Linked DNA regions of Mus musculus: regions 1 and 2 are each linked to region 3. A link is a contact called in public promoter capture Hi-C data. All regions are on one chromosome and are shown on one strand. The core of a region is the stretch at or near the end of the contact, and the rest is flanking DNA. Distances in the headings are between cores, read along the strand shown.

Evidence for each region. Promoter capture Hi-C pulls out the DNA fragments that hold promoters and counts their contacts.
Region 1: a promoter capture Hi-C map of liver shows a contact between it and region 3, with 8 times the contacts expected there. The contact joins the promoter of Aprt here to the promoter of Gse1 in region 3. A contact is called at or near these places in 2 of 39 promoter capture datasets (embryonic stem cells and liver).
Region 2: a promoter capture Hi-C map of pre-B cells shows a contact between it and region 3, with 6 times the contacts expected there. The contact joins the promoter of Trappc2l here to the promoter of Gse1 in region 3. A contact is called at or near these places in 1 of 39 promoter capture datasets (pre-B cells) and 1 of 115 datasets of contacts at active chromatin or transcription factors (embryonic stem cells).

The regions. Positions count from the first base shown.
Region 1 is chr8:122,574,970-122,579,272 of GRCm38.p6, forward strand. Aprt (adenine phosphoribosyl transferase) reads right to left here and starts at 1,938. Exons shown (of 5, transcript NM_009698.2): 1 at 1,784-1,938; 2 at 1,546-1,652; 3 at 433-566; 4 at 168-246; 5 at 1-58. The coding sequence starts at 1,863. It overlaps Galns (galactosamine (N-acetyl)-6-sulfate sulfatase), which reads right to left. Exons shown (of 14, transcript NM_016722.4): 14 at 3,268-4,228. The coding sequence ends at 4,142.
Region 2 is chr8:122,608,905-122,613,563 of GRCm38.p6, forward strand. Trappc2l (trafficking protein particle complex 2-like) reads left to right here and starts at 2,722. Exons shown (of 5, transcript NM_021502.2): 1 at 2,722-2,789; 2 at 4,162-4,334. The coding sequence starts at 2,757. It overlaps Galns (galactosamine (N-acetyl)-6-sulfate sulfatase), which reads right to left and starts at 2,583. Exons shown (of 14, transcript NM_016722.4): 1 at 2,324-2,583. The coding sequence starts at 2,434.
Region 3 is chr8:120,534,948-120,539,824 of GRCm38.p6, forward strand. It overlaps Gse1 (genetic suppressor element 1, coiled-coil protein), which reads left to right and starts at 2,462. Exons shown (of 16, transcript NM_001145896.1): 1 at 2,462-2,615. The coding sequence starts at 2,609. It overlaps 1700016A09Rik (RIKEN cDNA 1700016A09 gene), which reads right to left and starts at 2,779. Exons shown (of 1, transcript NR_151732.1): 1 at 1,945-2,779. It overlaps Mir7687 (microRNA 7687), which reads left to right and starts at 3,749; the gene lies at 3,749-3,807.

The DNA.
Region 1 (4,303 bases), core at 688-3,187, 2.0 Mb after region 3:
CACTCCACCACTTCAGCCCGGAGCTGGTGCAGCAGGTCACAGGCCGCAAACATGGTTCCTGGGGGGAAGGGACAGAGAAAGAGGAGGTGTTCAAGCTCTTTGCTTAGTCAGCACCCAGGACAGGGTCTGGCCCTTTGAAGTCTGTTTGTCTTGGGTTGGTTCTTTACCTCCTGTGGCCAGGAGGTCATCCACAATGACCACTCTCTGCCCGGGTTCCAAGGCATCTTTCTGGATTTCCAGCTCAGCCTGCAGACAGGAAGTAGTGTAAGACAGAGTCTAGGCGCGAACAAGTGGCCACCTCCCTAGCCTCGAGCGTTTCTGGGTGGTGTAAACCTGACCCAATGTCTCAACCTCTCTGAGCACCCACATTTACTCCTAGACACTGGTAGCCGTGATAAGACCCTGCCCTTCCTCTACACACAGCTCGCTTACCTTCCCATACTCCAGAGAATAGGAGGCTGACACAGTGGGGCCCGGCAGCTTCCCCTGTTTCCGGATGAGCACACAGCCCACGCCCAGCTCCTGAGCTAGGGAAGGGCCAAACAGGAAGCCCCTGGAGTCTAGACCTGTTAGGGTAAGGAGGGAAGGTTGTGGGATGGAGCTGAGGGGCATGGGAATCTAGAGGCCAAGTATGGGCGAGGTCAACACTTGCTAGGAACACTAGGTCTTGCTGACTACGGCTAGAAGAACGTTGATGGCTACTGGGTAGCCATCAACTCATCATCTCAGCCTTGGGGATCCTACCTGCCTTCTGAACAGCTCAGGGCCACCTATGGTGGCTCTTGCCACCTTTCAAATGCAGCATCTAGCTGTCGTGGGAAGGATACATACATGCCCTAATTTCTGGAGCATGGCCAGGGGTACCAATAGGAAGTGAAGTGGGCAAAAGTCTGTGGTCCCTGAGCACTTACCAGGGCCACTCTGTTCTCTGGGGTGCCCACCCTCCCTCTGGACACTCCTGGTGGACATTCAGCTGTCCTAGGGTGTTTCTGAAGCTCAGGCATGGAGCCAGGTAGACAGCAGTTGTTTAACACAAGCTTGTGTGAGGGAACAAGAGAAAGATGCCCCGGTGTAGTCCTGGGGAGAAACAGCCCCTGAAGCTACCAGGCTTGAGGTCTGCCCAGGCACGCCACGCCCAACCAAGGTTACCTAATTTTTAGTATCTAGTTCATCCCAGAGGCTACCCCTAAGCAAGGATGTCCGTCATCTGGAGGTTCCAGGGTCTCCCAGCCTGCTGTCAGGATGCTGGCCAGCTTTGTGCCCTAAAAGAGGGAGGCCTGGTTCTGGACACAAGGACAGAGCAGAGTTCGTCTCTAGGAACAAGCACCGAGGGCAGATGCCTTAGGGTACCTAGCAGGGAAGGGAGACTCCTACATAGTTCATCCAGGGTGAACAAGCGTCCAAGGCAGTGAGGAACCAAGGAGGAAGTGTCAGAGGTTGAAGAAAGAATGGATGGGTGTGGGGCAGACTGTGGGTGACACGAGGGGGAAAGGGGATAGGGGCTAGGACCGTGGGGGACGAGCACGGCCTAGCAAGGCCACTCGCCTGCGATGTAGTCGATCTTGCCGCTGTGCGTGGACTTCAGGTGACTGGCCAAGAGGCGGATGGAAGCTCGGAAGGAGTCCGGGTCTTTCAAGAGGGGCGAGATATCCCTGGGAACAAGGACAGGAGAGTGACCCGCGTGTGGCCGGGCAGAGGCCCCGCAAGATCCCCGAGGCTGCCTACGCGCCTGCGCCGGGGGATGAGCGTACAGCGCCAACGCCTCGCCGGCTCGTGACCGCACCTGAACAGCACGCCCGGGATTGGGAAGTCGGGGAAGCTGCGGATGCGCCGCGCCACCAGTTTCAACTCAGGTTCCGACATGGCCGCGTGCGTGTAGGAGGCAGGGAGGAGGTAGGTATCAGCACGCTAAACTCACGTCAATCCCGGGGGGAACAAGGGCGGAGCGTCCTCGATGGGCGGGGCTTCTGGGTGCGGGTTGGTCTAGCACGAGGGGCGGGACAGGCTGAGAGGCGGGGCCTCTGCGAGGTGTGTGTGGGGCCTGAGTCAGGGGTTAGATTTCTTGAGCTGCCTAAACACAAGCATCCCTACCTCAAAGATATATGGGTGGAAAGGGGATGTGCGATGTCCATCCTTTTTTGGTTTTGCCCCACACACGCTTTTTCAGTCCTGCTTTTCCAGGGGCTAGTCTTCTGGACCTGGGGGAGCAGGGACGGGTCTTGCCCAGGTCCGCTGGAGTGGTTTGGCCTTGCGTTCCTTCCCTCGCGCATAGTACAAGGGGCCTGAGATTCAGCCCCTGCTTTCCTGGAATTAGCCCGGAAGGGAGCTGATGGATAGTCTTAGGTCCAGAGGTGGGAGTGCACTGTGTGTGGGCTAGAGCGCAGGGGAAAGCAGGGTAGCAGGGCGGGTAAGGAATGCCTTCTCTGAGACCACAGACACTCCTGTGCATTGCAACAGAATGTGCCCTCCTCGTTTTGGGGTGGGGACCAGAAGGTCCTGATAGCCAGAGACAGAACTGGGGTTCTACCTTCCCAGCACAGTACCTGGGTCTATAGGTAGTGGTGTGGAAGACTGTCCTCTGAGTATAATGGCCATTATCATCTTCAGTGCAGTTGCAATTACTCAAAAGATATCCTCCAAATTGGCCCATGCTCCATCAAAGGAGAGGGTGTGGGGAGGGTCCAATGGATTCTAAACATTCCTTCTTGGACCTTCCTGTGAGCCCGTGAGCTGCATTCTTCCATTTGATGTGGTCTCTGGAGGCACTAGAATACACACACACACACACACACACACACACACACACTCACATGGAGGAAGGTTAACTAAAGGGAAGCTCCGTTATGAATCTATTAGGAACTTGTCATCTATGCTGGGCCGAGACTTTTCCGTTTGGTTGATGCAGCTGCTCTGGGGGTCATTCATGTTCTTGTAGGCAGTGAACTCATTGGACACGATGGTTACTTTAGGCTCTCACTGGAATCGTATCTGGGGCATCTGTTTCTGAATCCCCAGGGAAAGCTCATGCAACAGGTACGTGGAGATCTAACACACAGTCTCCCATCATAATCTCGATTTTAAAGACCAGGATATGCCGGGCGGTGGTGGCGCACGCCTTTAATCCCAGCACTTGGGAGGCAGAGGCAGGTGGATCTCTGAGTTCAAGGCCAGCCTGGTCTACAAAGTAAGTTCCAGGACAGCCAGGACTACACAGAGAAACCCTGCCTTGAAAAAAATAAAAACAAACAAACAAACAAAAGACCAGGATAGGTGGTCTCATGATGGCGCACGCCTTTAATCCCAGCACTCCCAAGAGAGGCAGGCAGATCTCTGAGTTCAAGGCCAGCCTGTCCTACAGAGTGAGTTCTAGGAGAGCCAGCACCTCACTGAGAAACCCTGTCTCAAACCAACCCAAAAATAGACTTGGGGCTACCAGAGCTAACCCCCTCCTGTTCCTTTATTCTTCCTCTCAGTCTCTTCACCATCATTTCCCAACCGTTACAGCTCAACCTTGGCTCTGCAGTTACTGCACAGATGTGAAAACTTGTCCATGAGCCTTCAGAGAAAGGGTCTTGGAGATTATGTGGAGCATATGAGAGGTGGCAGGTTACAGAAGTGGCCCCATACTGCCCTGAGCCAGGGCCAGAAACTTAGGCTGTCATCTTCCCATCTCCATGGGGCAGTGCAGATGCCACCTTGACTGGAAAAGGTGCTGTCTTTGTCTTTTGTTTGTAGCCAGTGCGAAAGAGGTAGGGTGGCTCAGAGGGTTGGCCTGGGGGAGAAGCCAGATAGATGGCACTTCCTTGGCATTTCGCTGAAATCTTCACTTTTGTGTACGGCACCTAGGTTGAAATGTATGCAGGGACAGTGACAGTGCTTCAGACCCTGGGTTGACGTACCTACGGTGATCAAGGCCCCGGCTTCCTTTTCAGGAGCCAGTTGGCAAGATGGGCTGTGGTGCTCGAGAGCGGACTACAGGGTCAGGGCTCCAGGATGAGCAGTCTTGGAGCCTTGCACCTGGTTGCAGGGGCCGTCCATGCAGGGATGGGTGGGCAGAGGGCAGCTGGTCTCTTCCATTCATCAGTCCGAAGGACAAGGTCTCCCAGGCACTTGCAGGGCTGGCTGGAGATTCTGGTCTTGGCTAATGGGCCCAGAAACACTTCTCAGGGACAGACTCAGGAGGTGTCAGACACTTCCCTAGTTTTTCACAGCCTGGGGGTGCCCAATTCTGGAAAAGGACATTTAAGAAAATGAACTGCAGTTATTCAGGCGTTTCAGACTGGGCACAGTTAACGAGACGTGG
Region 2 (4,659 bases), core at 1,472-3,971, 2.1 Mb after region 3:
CTTCTGGTATCCCTGCCTCTTCTGGCACAGGCAACCTGGAGTAGGTCAAGTAGAAACCCAGGAGGCCTCCCTACCTAGGTGTCCTTTCAAGAGATGGACTTAGCTTCCCTGTTGGACAGTCCGGAAGATTCTCTACCCCTTCCCCATGCTTGGCCTAGAAGTAGGCCCAAGTCAGCAAAAGCCATTGTCCCACTAAGGTTGCTGACAGTAGGTGAGCTGGGAGTTGCCTGCGGCTGGCATGAGGCTGACACAGGGCTCCCAGGGGCCAGCTTACAGACAGCAGCAGCTTTATGAAAGGGGAAGCCTGAAGCTACCTGCTTTAAGCCAGAGTGCCCTGTTGTCTACTTGGTCAAGCCAGGGATTCCCAGTGCTGCTGAAGTTAATTGAGTTCCTTTCCCGTTATTTGTATCAAAAGTCTCTACGTGACAAGACCCGGGTTTTGTACAATGTTCTGGGATTCAACTCCAAAGAACCCTCCTGTCACAGCCCCCGGGTATCCAGAAGGTAGGTGGTGGTGGTTCCTAGTCAACCACCTTCAGGTAAACCGTTGGTCATTGCTTGTCACATTCCATTACCTAAAAACCTCTCTACTCAGCTGGAGCTGCCCAACGGAAATGCACTGTGACCTTCCATGTGACTTTATTTCCTAGTCACCACATCAGAAAAGCAGTTAGGTAAGTCTTTAGGTTTGGTGGCTCATGCTTGCAATCCCAGCACTGGGGAGGTGGAGGCAGGAGGATTGCATTGAGTTTGAGGCCAGCCAGGGCTACAGAGTGAGTTTCAGGCCAGCCAACACTACTTAGCAAGACCCTATTTCAAAAAAGCAAGCAAGAGAGCAAGCAAACAAAACACAAAAAGTAAGGACGCCAAAATGAAAGCTAAGAGCACATTTACTTAACTCAGTTACCCAAAGTCTATCAGTTCAACGTTCTTCAGGAGTCTCAAGGGAGTGTCAGAGAAGACCTCTCCTCACAGGCTGTCATTTGGAAAAGAGCAGAAAACTGACAGACGAGCCTGTAGTCAGTACTTCTGGATCAAACCAGTGGAAACAAACAAACCGAGCCAGTGCGATTTGGCCCTAAAACGACTTAATACTGAAAGGCACTATATATGTATGAAATCTCTCTCTATATATAGATCTTCAGTACTGCTCATTACTGTGCAAAGTCTGCTATTAGTGACCAGGACAGGAGCCAGAGAAGCCAGACATCCATTGTGTGAACAGTCAGCATCCACAAAGAACGGGAAGCTGGAAGGGGTTTCCTGCAGTGGCTTCTGGGTGGTGGGACTTATGTACAGGACTTTTTAGATCTGTATTTTTCTTAGTAATAAAAAACTACTAAGCTAATGTTTATCAAGTGGGATGTTTACTTTCTTTTTCTCCTATTAAGTCTCTAAAATTGGAATGGCGAGATGGCTCAGAAGGTAAGAGCACTGACGAGTTCAAATCCCAACAACCACATGGTGGCTCACATCCACTCATAATGAGATCTGACACCCTCTTCTGGTGTGTCTGAAGACAGCGACAGTGTACTTATCTATAATAATAAATAAATCTTTTTTTAAAAGTCTCTAAAATTCAACTTATTTTACATATATAGCACCTCTCCATTCTGATGGGCCCACAGATCGCTAGACAGCATCCCTCTCCCCTTTTTGAGGAGGTAAGTGTGGATCAGCACAGGTCTGAAGGCCCTGCAGAGGGCTGGTTTGGCTATTAATTAGCCTCGGCCGGTATTAGCCTCTGATTTGTTTCAAATCATCCTGAACTGGATGTGACTCTGATTCTAACAATAGCCAACAGATGTCACTCCACAGTGTGTGTCTGGGGGTGGGGGGGTGGGGGTGGAGGTGGGGCTGGCAGGCTGAGACTGCGAGGAAGGCACAGTCCATCTAGTTCTGTTTGGATAGTTCCATCTGACTTAGTGTTCTACATGACTGATTTCTAAGCTTTCATGTCACTTCAGGGCGACAGATTTCTCAGACAGGGACACTGAGGGAGATATGCCCCAGGGCAGAATTCATAAATGACCACAGGCTGCACTCGCAGGTGACATTCTATGCCTGACTTTGTGGTCAGAGTTCCCCCAGAGGTCAGGCTGGAGGTGGGCACCAAGGCAGGGCCACCTGTTGAGGGGAGGAGAATGTCAGCCCGCTCTCGGGAGGGGAAGTAGGAAGAAAAGGGCCTCCCTGAACACCTACCCCCACTGCGGAAACAGTGAAAGATGTGACACCGGGCTCTGGGCCTCCCTCGGGTCACTGCTCATCCGCCGTGTGGCTGCCCTGTGTCTTCCGTGTCCCCCCGCCGCGTGGCCCCACTTACATCGTCCATGAGCAGTAGCACGATGTTGGGGGGCTGCGGAGCACCTGCGGCCAAGAGTCCTAGGGCACTCAGTACCAGCAGCAGCTGCTGGGCTGCGGTACAGGCCGCCATAGCAAACCAAGCTCCCGCTGAGGAGTCAAGACCCAGTCCCAAGCCTGCCGCGGTTCCTTTTGGACTGTAGGGCGGGCCCTGGCGGCAGAATGAGAGGAGGGGCAGGGCCACGGAGAAAAGAAGAGGGAGAGGTGGGGCCTAGGCTGTCTGAGTGACAAGGGAGTGGGCTGGGCCTTACGGGAAAGGGGCGGGACCAAGGCCGGACCTGAGAGTCTGGGCGGAGCCATGGTAGAGAGAGGCGGGCTCTGAGCCTCGGTGGGAGGAGAATGGGCGGGGCCTGCCTCCACATCGGGTCACATGATGTGGCGCACAGCCTGCCAATATGGCGGTGTGCATCGCGGTGATCGCCAAGGAGGTGCGTGAGAGGCTGCGGGCGGCGGGCGGCGGGCGGCGGGCGGCGGGCCTCCTTCCAGCCATGGTCTTGATCTTTTCAACTCTGAGCTCCAAGCCTCAGCCAAGCCCTATGATCAGGATCCTTCCGGCTCGCTTTCGCTGACAGCTGACAGCCGTCCGCCGCCAGTTTGCAGGCCTCCGCCTCCGGGTTTTGAGATCCCCCGGGAAGCTTAGCTGGTCGCTGCAGCCTGCCACCCGTCGCTCTACGCGTTCTTTTCACGGCCTCAGCTGCCTTCCGCGTCCGGTCTTTCTGCCCCGCCTTCCGGACCGTCCCCTGGCTGCCCAGCCGGCGCTATTTAAATATAAGCCTGGCGCGGCTCAAGTCAGCCTAGAATCCAAGTGCTTTTCTTTGCCTTAGGATAGTCCCCTTCATGTCTTTTGCACCCTTCTACTCCACCGTGAAGGCCTGCAAACCTCTAGACAGCATCCCTCTCCCCTTTGTACCCTCTATTCCCAACTGTCATCTTGCTGGCCAACATATATATTCATTTCTTTCCGGAAAGCTGTTTATGGATGCTAAGACAGCTCCAGAGGGCCACAATATCCTGTTGCATGAAGCCTGTATCCCTATTAGGCTTTTTCTGAGATCTGCCATTAGGGATTAGACTGCTGTGAAGCTGTCAGTATGAAAGAGGGAGTTATACCCCCAGGAGGCCACCAAAACCAAAACTCATGTCATAGGCAGCTGCTGCTTTGATAAACTCAGGAGGAGGAAGTCCAGTATCTATGCTGAAGGGTCCTGATTTGGAGACTCATTCAATGTCTCGAAGCACTGAGAACAGACCACTACCCTAGTGTGGCACGTTAAGAAATAGCTAGTGCCCCTGCTGTTAGGATGACACTACAGAGTGTGCTGGTGGTTGAGGCAGAGGTGATCCTAGGAAGAGAAGTGTCAGGGTATGTTGTTAGGCTGTGCTCAGGTTGGCATTCCGGAGTCATTTCTGCTCACTTCCTGCCCCTGTGCATTTGTCTCTACTGCTTCCACCCTCCCTTCCTCCTCCTTTCTGGTACAGGTGAGAGAACTAGGGCTTAATGCTGCGACTCAAGCACTCCACTACGGAGTTACATCTCTGGTCCCATATTGCTTTTCTTTTTGGCACTGGGAATTGGACTTAGTGCCCTGTGCATGTCAGGCAAGTGCCACACCACCCAGTTTTATCTTTATAGTCCACTCTCTGCAGACAGTCTTCCTTAGGTTCAGTTATGTCGCTGAAGGCAGCATGCCACAGTGCATTAAGCAGTAGAGAGTCATTGTCAGGCTGAGAGCACACGAGTGCTTTGACTTTGCCCTTAGAGCCCGAACTCACTGGGTGGGCTGCCATCTCTTCCTGCAGAATTACCCTCTGTACATCCGAAGCACTCCGACAGAGAGTGAGCTCAAGTTCCACTACATGGTGCACACGTCTCTGGATGTGGTAGACGAGAAGATCTCTGCCATGGGGAAAGCACTGGTGGACCAGAGGGAGCTGTACCTGGGCCTGCTCTACCCCACCGAGGACTACAAGGTGTATCCACCACTGCTCAGCACCCATCCTGCACTCACGGAGCAGGATCTGGGAGGAAACGCTGGCAAAGAAAACGTGTCAGGGGTTTCAGCTGGTCAGGCAGGCAGGTGGCCCGAAGCTAATGGAAGCCTCTGGACATTGTCTCCCTTTAATTGGAAGAGTCCCTGGAAAAGCAAGTCTGAGCATCCAGGAGGATGCAAGTTGACATAGTGGGAATCTGGGCTTCTCTGGGCTCACTAGAGGCCACCAACTTTGAATCAAGGGCGATTGTTTCATGATACTGTTGTTAGGCTCAGTCTCGTGTGACGCTGTAAATTCTTGGCCATT
Region 3 (4,877 bases), core at 1,212-3,711:
AGCTTTTAGCCTCGGAGTCGGGAATTAGCAGTCCATCCATACAGGGTACATCTCGTTAACAAGGGGCCAGCCACATGGCGGCTAGAGAGCAATTCCCACCCTTAAACTCAAAGGCCCTGCTCAGGATTACTGATTTCCTGGGGCAGGGTGTAGGGACAGTGAGGACCATCCATCTCCTGGTGACTGCCAGCCTTTTCTGGCCTGAGTGCACATAGCTGGCTCACTGCTGTCCCCCTGTGGCCATCGTGGGTGTCTGTCACCCTCTTGCTACCTTGGACAGTCTGGGGCTGGATGGAGACCAGACTCCTGGTTTGAGAAGCTGGGGGAGGATGCCTGGCTCACCTGCAGGCTTGCAACCTTGACTACTTTCTGGGCAGGTACCTCATTTGAAACCCCGGTTGGGGGTACGGTTTCAGCGGAGCTGCCTTGTATTGGGGTGGGGTGGGGGAGAGCAGCCAGCTTCTTAAAAAAAAAAAAAAAAGCAAAACAGGTGGTAGCTCATAGTGGTCACCCACAAATTTATAGGATGGCCTGCCTAGTTCTCACCAAACAGGTGACTGAACTTGGCCTTCTAGATACCCTAGGGAGAAAGGTGCGACAAGATTTGGAGGAAGAGCCTGGTGTTGTTACCTGGGGAACCTGGCCCGCAGGCAGCGCGGCCAGGTGCGAGCTGCTCATTTACATGTTGTCCCCTCCCCACCCCCCCAAGCCAGTAATCCAGGTGGGAAAGGGGTTGGACCAGCCCGGGAGGTTTTTCATTTTGTTTTTACGGCTCGAGGCCAGTTGTTTCTCCTGACACCTCCCTGTCCCCCCTCCCCCCTCCCGCGTGCGATTCCCGACGGGTAAAGGCGCCTCTCCCCGCCCCCACTCCTGGGGAGCCCGGCGCATCCTCCTGGTCTCCAGCGTCGTAAACTTGCGGAGGCCACGCTGCCCCGGGCGACGCGAACTAACGCGTGGACCAAAGGCCGCGCAGCGCGTGTGTGGGGCCAGGGACCCGGTGGCCGCAGGTAGGAGCAGCAACTCCGCCCTCCCTCGCCCGCCCGTTTCCCTTGTCGTTTGTGGTCGGCCAGGGGCTTGTGCAAGACTGGCCCGGCGTGCGCCCCCGCCCCGCGGCATCGGCGGCTTCTGCTGGCGCGGGCCCCGAGCGCTGCCCGCCGCCGGCGTCATCGGGAACAGATGGACGGGGGGTGCTGGCGCCCGCGCTCGCTCCCGGCGCTGTCCCGGCTGGCGCGGGAGGGAGGAAGGCGGGGGAGGCAGCGCGCGCCTGCGGAGCACTGCGCGGGCATGTCCCGGGGCAGGTTTGGGGCTGGCACCGCGGTGGAAAGTTGAGACCCGCAGCGGCGCTGAGGTTCCCCCCCCAACCCCCCCGGTGCGGTGGCCTCCGGGCTTGAAAGTCTGAAAGTGGAGGATCATTAAGAGAGCTGTGTAGAAAGGCCGGGCGGGGGAGACCCCGGGACCTCGCGACGACCTTGCCACCTCGATGGCTGCTCTCTGCGCGCTGGGTCCGGCCGAGGGTCCCCGGCTGCCTGGCTCGCGCTGTAACCTCGCGCTTCCCGGGTGGCGGGAAGGGGGTGTTTCTAGGGATCGGTCGCGTTGTGGGCGGGGACGCTGGGGCCCACAGTCCCTCTCCGCGCCGCCTGTGGGTGCCGAGGAATTTCAGGACGCTCCCTGAGTCATCCCCGTGAAGTGCCTGGGTGAGGTAGGGTGGGTGGGGGTGCCAAGAGTGGGAAGGCGGTGCGCTGGGGCCGGTGGCGCGGTGGGTTGTGCCAGTTTCTGGAGGCGGCGGCCTCGCCTCTGACCGCAACCCCAGCTACTTAATGATGCCCCTGGCGCAGCGGCGCCTCCGTGGACTTCTCGAACATGGGCTCTTTAAAGAACTAGAGCCCCCGCCGTTTGGCCTTCTCAAAAATTCCTTAAAGCGAGATGGAGACTTTGCAAAACTTTGGGACAGAGGCTCGTGGCCCGAGCTCTTAACATTAAGTCCTTTAAAGTTGTGGTAATAGATCAGGCATCTTGGAGATCGAGAGAGGCCAACGGCCTATATTGTGTGGTCCCCTCCACTCAGCACAAGGAAAGGCCTATCCCTCCCCTCTCTTAGTGGGTGGCCAGGTGCCAGGCACTGTTCCAGGCGCTTGGGGAGGCGGCTATGAGGCTCGGATATGGCAGGCGTGTTGTAAGCCACTCCTCCCTACTCTTGGAGATGAGTGGCCCGCGAGGCCTCTGAGAGATCCCCCTGGACTGTCCGGACAGCCAGGGTCGCCAGGAGCGCGGGGGGCGGCACCTACCCGGCGGGTTGTGACCGCGCTGGGTGCTCCGGGCGGTCTGTCGGTGCGCGCGCGTGCGCTTGCGGCTGAAACCCGACACCTCCCGCCGGCTGAGGTCAGGGCGCCGGGAGCGAGCCGGGGCCGGGGAGTGGGCGGCGTTGCGCTTGGGTGTGTCCTCAGCGGCGACAGCAGCAGGTGTTTCTTGGCCCAGGCCCCGGAAGCTCCACCTCCCCGAGCGGCGGAGCCGCCGCCGCACAGCCCCGGGTGAGATAAGCAGTTCAGACAAACCCGGGCGACGGTGGCTCCGGCATGTGTCAGGAGCGGTGGAGCAGCGGGGCCCTGGCATGAAAGGTGAGCGCGCGGGTGGGGGATGGTGGCGGGGGTTCCCTCGTTCTTCCTCTCCCCAAGTTTGTGGGCTCGGGAGGGGCGCCAACGGCCGGTGCCAGGTCCCGCGGGTGTGAGGGACGAGAAGCGCGGGGCGCGCGGCCGACCTGAAGCCACACTCGCGGCTGCGCGCGCGCGCGCTGGGCTCAGCCGGCTCTGCTGCCGCGGAAGTGCGCGGGGAAGTGCGCGGGGGCGGCTCCGGGGCTCGGGGTTGTAGCAAAACTTTGGATGGGGCGGGGGCGCCCAGGCAGGTGGTTGGATGGGGGGGGGGGTGCTTTACCTGGGGTGGCAGTCCAAGGGGCCTCCGAACCCCCCGCCCAGCCCTTCCCGCTCCGCCTGGATGCGCCTCCCCGCCCCCCGCGGCCGCGCTGACGGCGAGTGGCCCGCCCGAGTGGAGCCGATTCAATTATATTGCAGCACCAGAGACACCTCGTCGCCCGCCGCCTCTCCGGCAGGCTAATTAAATTCCCTTCTTGGAGGCGGAGCGGGAGCTGGGCTGCCCTCCCCGCTGCCCGCCTCTCCGAGCGCCGGGAGGTGGCGGGGGCCGAATAGGACTGCGAGGAGCAGGCTTGGGGCCGCAGGTCTGGGCATCGGAGCCGGGAGCGAGCAAGGGGCGCCCCCGCGCACCTGCCACCCGTGGTGGGGGTGCCAGCTCGAGTTGGGTCGGTTTGGTGCAAACCAGCCTTTGTCTTCCATGCATTTAAAGCACTCTAAACCCTTACTAGACCCCTGCGGTGCCTTATCTGTCGCGGTTGGGGCCCACACAGGTTGGGGTTTGAAAACAAGCGAGACCACCAAATGGAAGGGGGGAAAAAAACAAACCAAAATACAAGATCCTTTTGTAAAGAGGACCGGAACAAAAGGCGCAGCCTCGCTCTAGGAGGGAGCATCGGGCCTAAGCCGATTCCCAGCACTGGGGGACAAAGAGGCAGGAGGTCTTGGCTGGCCGCTTGGCAGTGTCTCAGTCTGAGACTGGTTTACCCCCTCTTCCCGAGGAAGACAAGGCCCCCCTGGCGAGCAGCCTTCCCTGGGCGTCCGTGTTACTTAAGCTTGGCTACTTAAGTGTTGCTTAGCCTGTGTTTACAGCCGCCCCCACCCGCAGGCGGGGAACCTGAGGCGCAGGCTGTGTCTGACTCAGCCACTCAGTCGCCCCGCCACAGGTGAGGGGGGCCGGGGCACAGGCTCCGACTGGCAGCGTGTGTCATCTGCTATGCTGGGTGTCACGCCCCACCGGGTGGACCGGAACAGGGTTGCTGGCAGCCTCCCTCGATGGGGCTCGCTGTGCCGAAGCCGCTTGCTCAACACTTCTCACAGCCACCGGGTCACGCCTGACCACCTCCTGGGGTGTGTGTGTGTGTGTGTGTGTGTGTGTGTGTGTGTGTGTGTGCGCCTTGATGGCTTGGTACAAGGTTGGCTTTTGTCGCCTGGTTTGGCAGCTGGAGCGGAGGAGGCTTGGGGGGAGGGGGCGCTGGTGAGCAGCCAGCCAGAGACCCGGGGTCAGCCACGCCTTCGGAAAGGAGGTGGGAGGCCTGTCCTGGCTTTGGGCTCTGTTGTGCCTGCCTTAGGGCAGGTTCCGAACCGGGAAGGCAGAGAGGCCAGATCAGGCCCTGACCTGTTGGGGGCAGCTAGTAGGATTCTGACCAGTTACGGTTGAAAAGGGGGTGTATATAGTTAGTTAACATTTTAAAATTACTAGGAATCAGGCCTTGTCAGGCCCCCATTAAGCTAACCTTGGGGCTGGCCTGGGGCGATTCTGATGCCTCCAGGTAGGTTTTTAATGGGGTGGGGGTGGTGGGAAGCTTCCAAAACAGCCTGACCCTTTGGAAGCCTCTGGTTGCTCTTGGCTAAGCTGTCCCTCTGGCAGGCAGGCAGGCGGCCTCTGGCTGTGAGTAACTTAACTTCCCTGTCTCTGGAGGAAGTTGGAAGCTGCAGATCTCAAAGGGCTGTGCGGTTTGCAGAAAGGCAGCCACCTCAGGGCCCTGCGCCTCTAGCCAGAGGAAGGGGGAGGAGAGGTCTGCACCACTTTGTGGTGGACCCTGGGCCTGCACCTTCCCAGCCAGGCCCTCGCCCAAGCCCGCCAGAGTCCTTCCCCAGCTGGCCTTGACCCTTCAGGCAGGTGTGGTCCATTTCCCCGGCTATGAAGGAGGTCTAGCCTCAGCTCCCTGCTGCTGGTCTCCTCCTCTTCCTAGAGACGCAATGAGTAATAGCCAGCTGCCGCTTTTTCCCCCC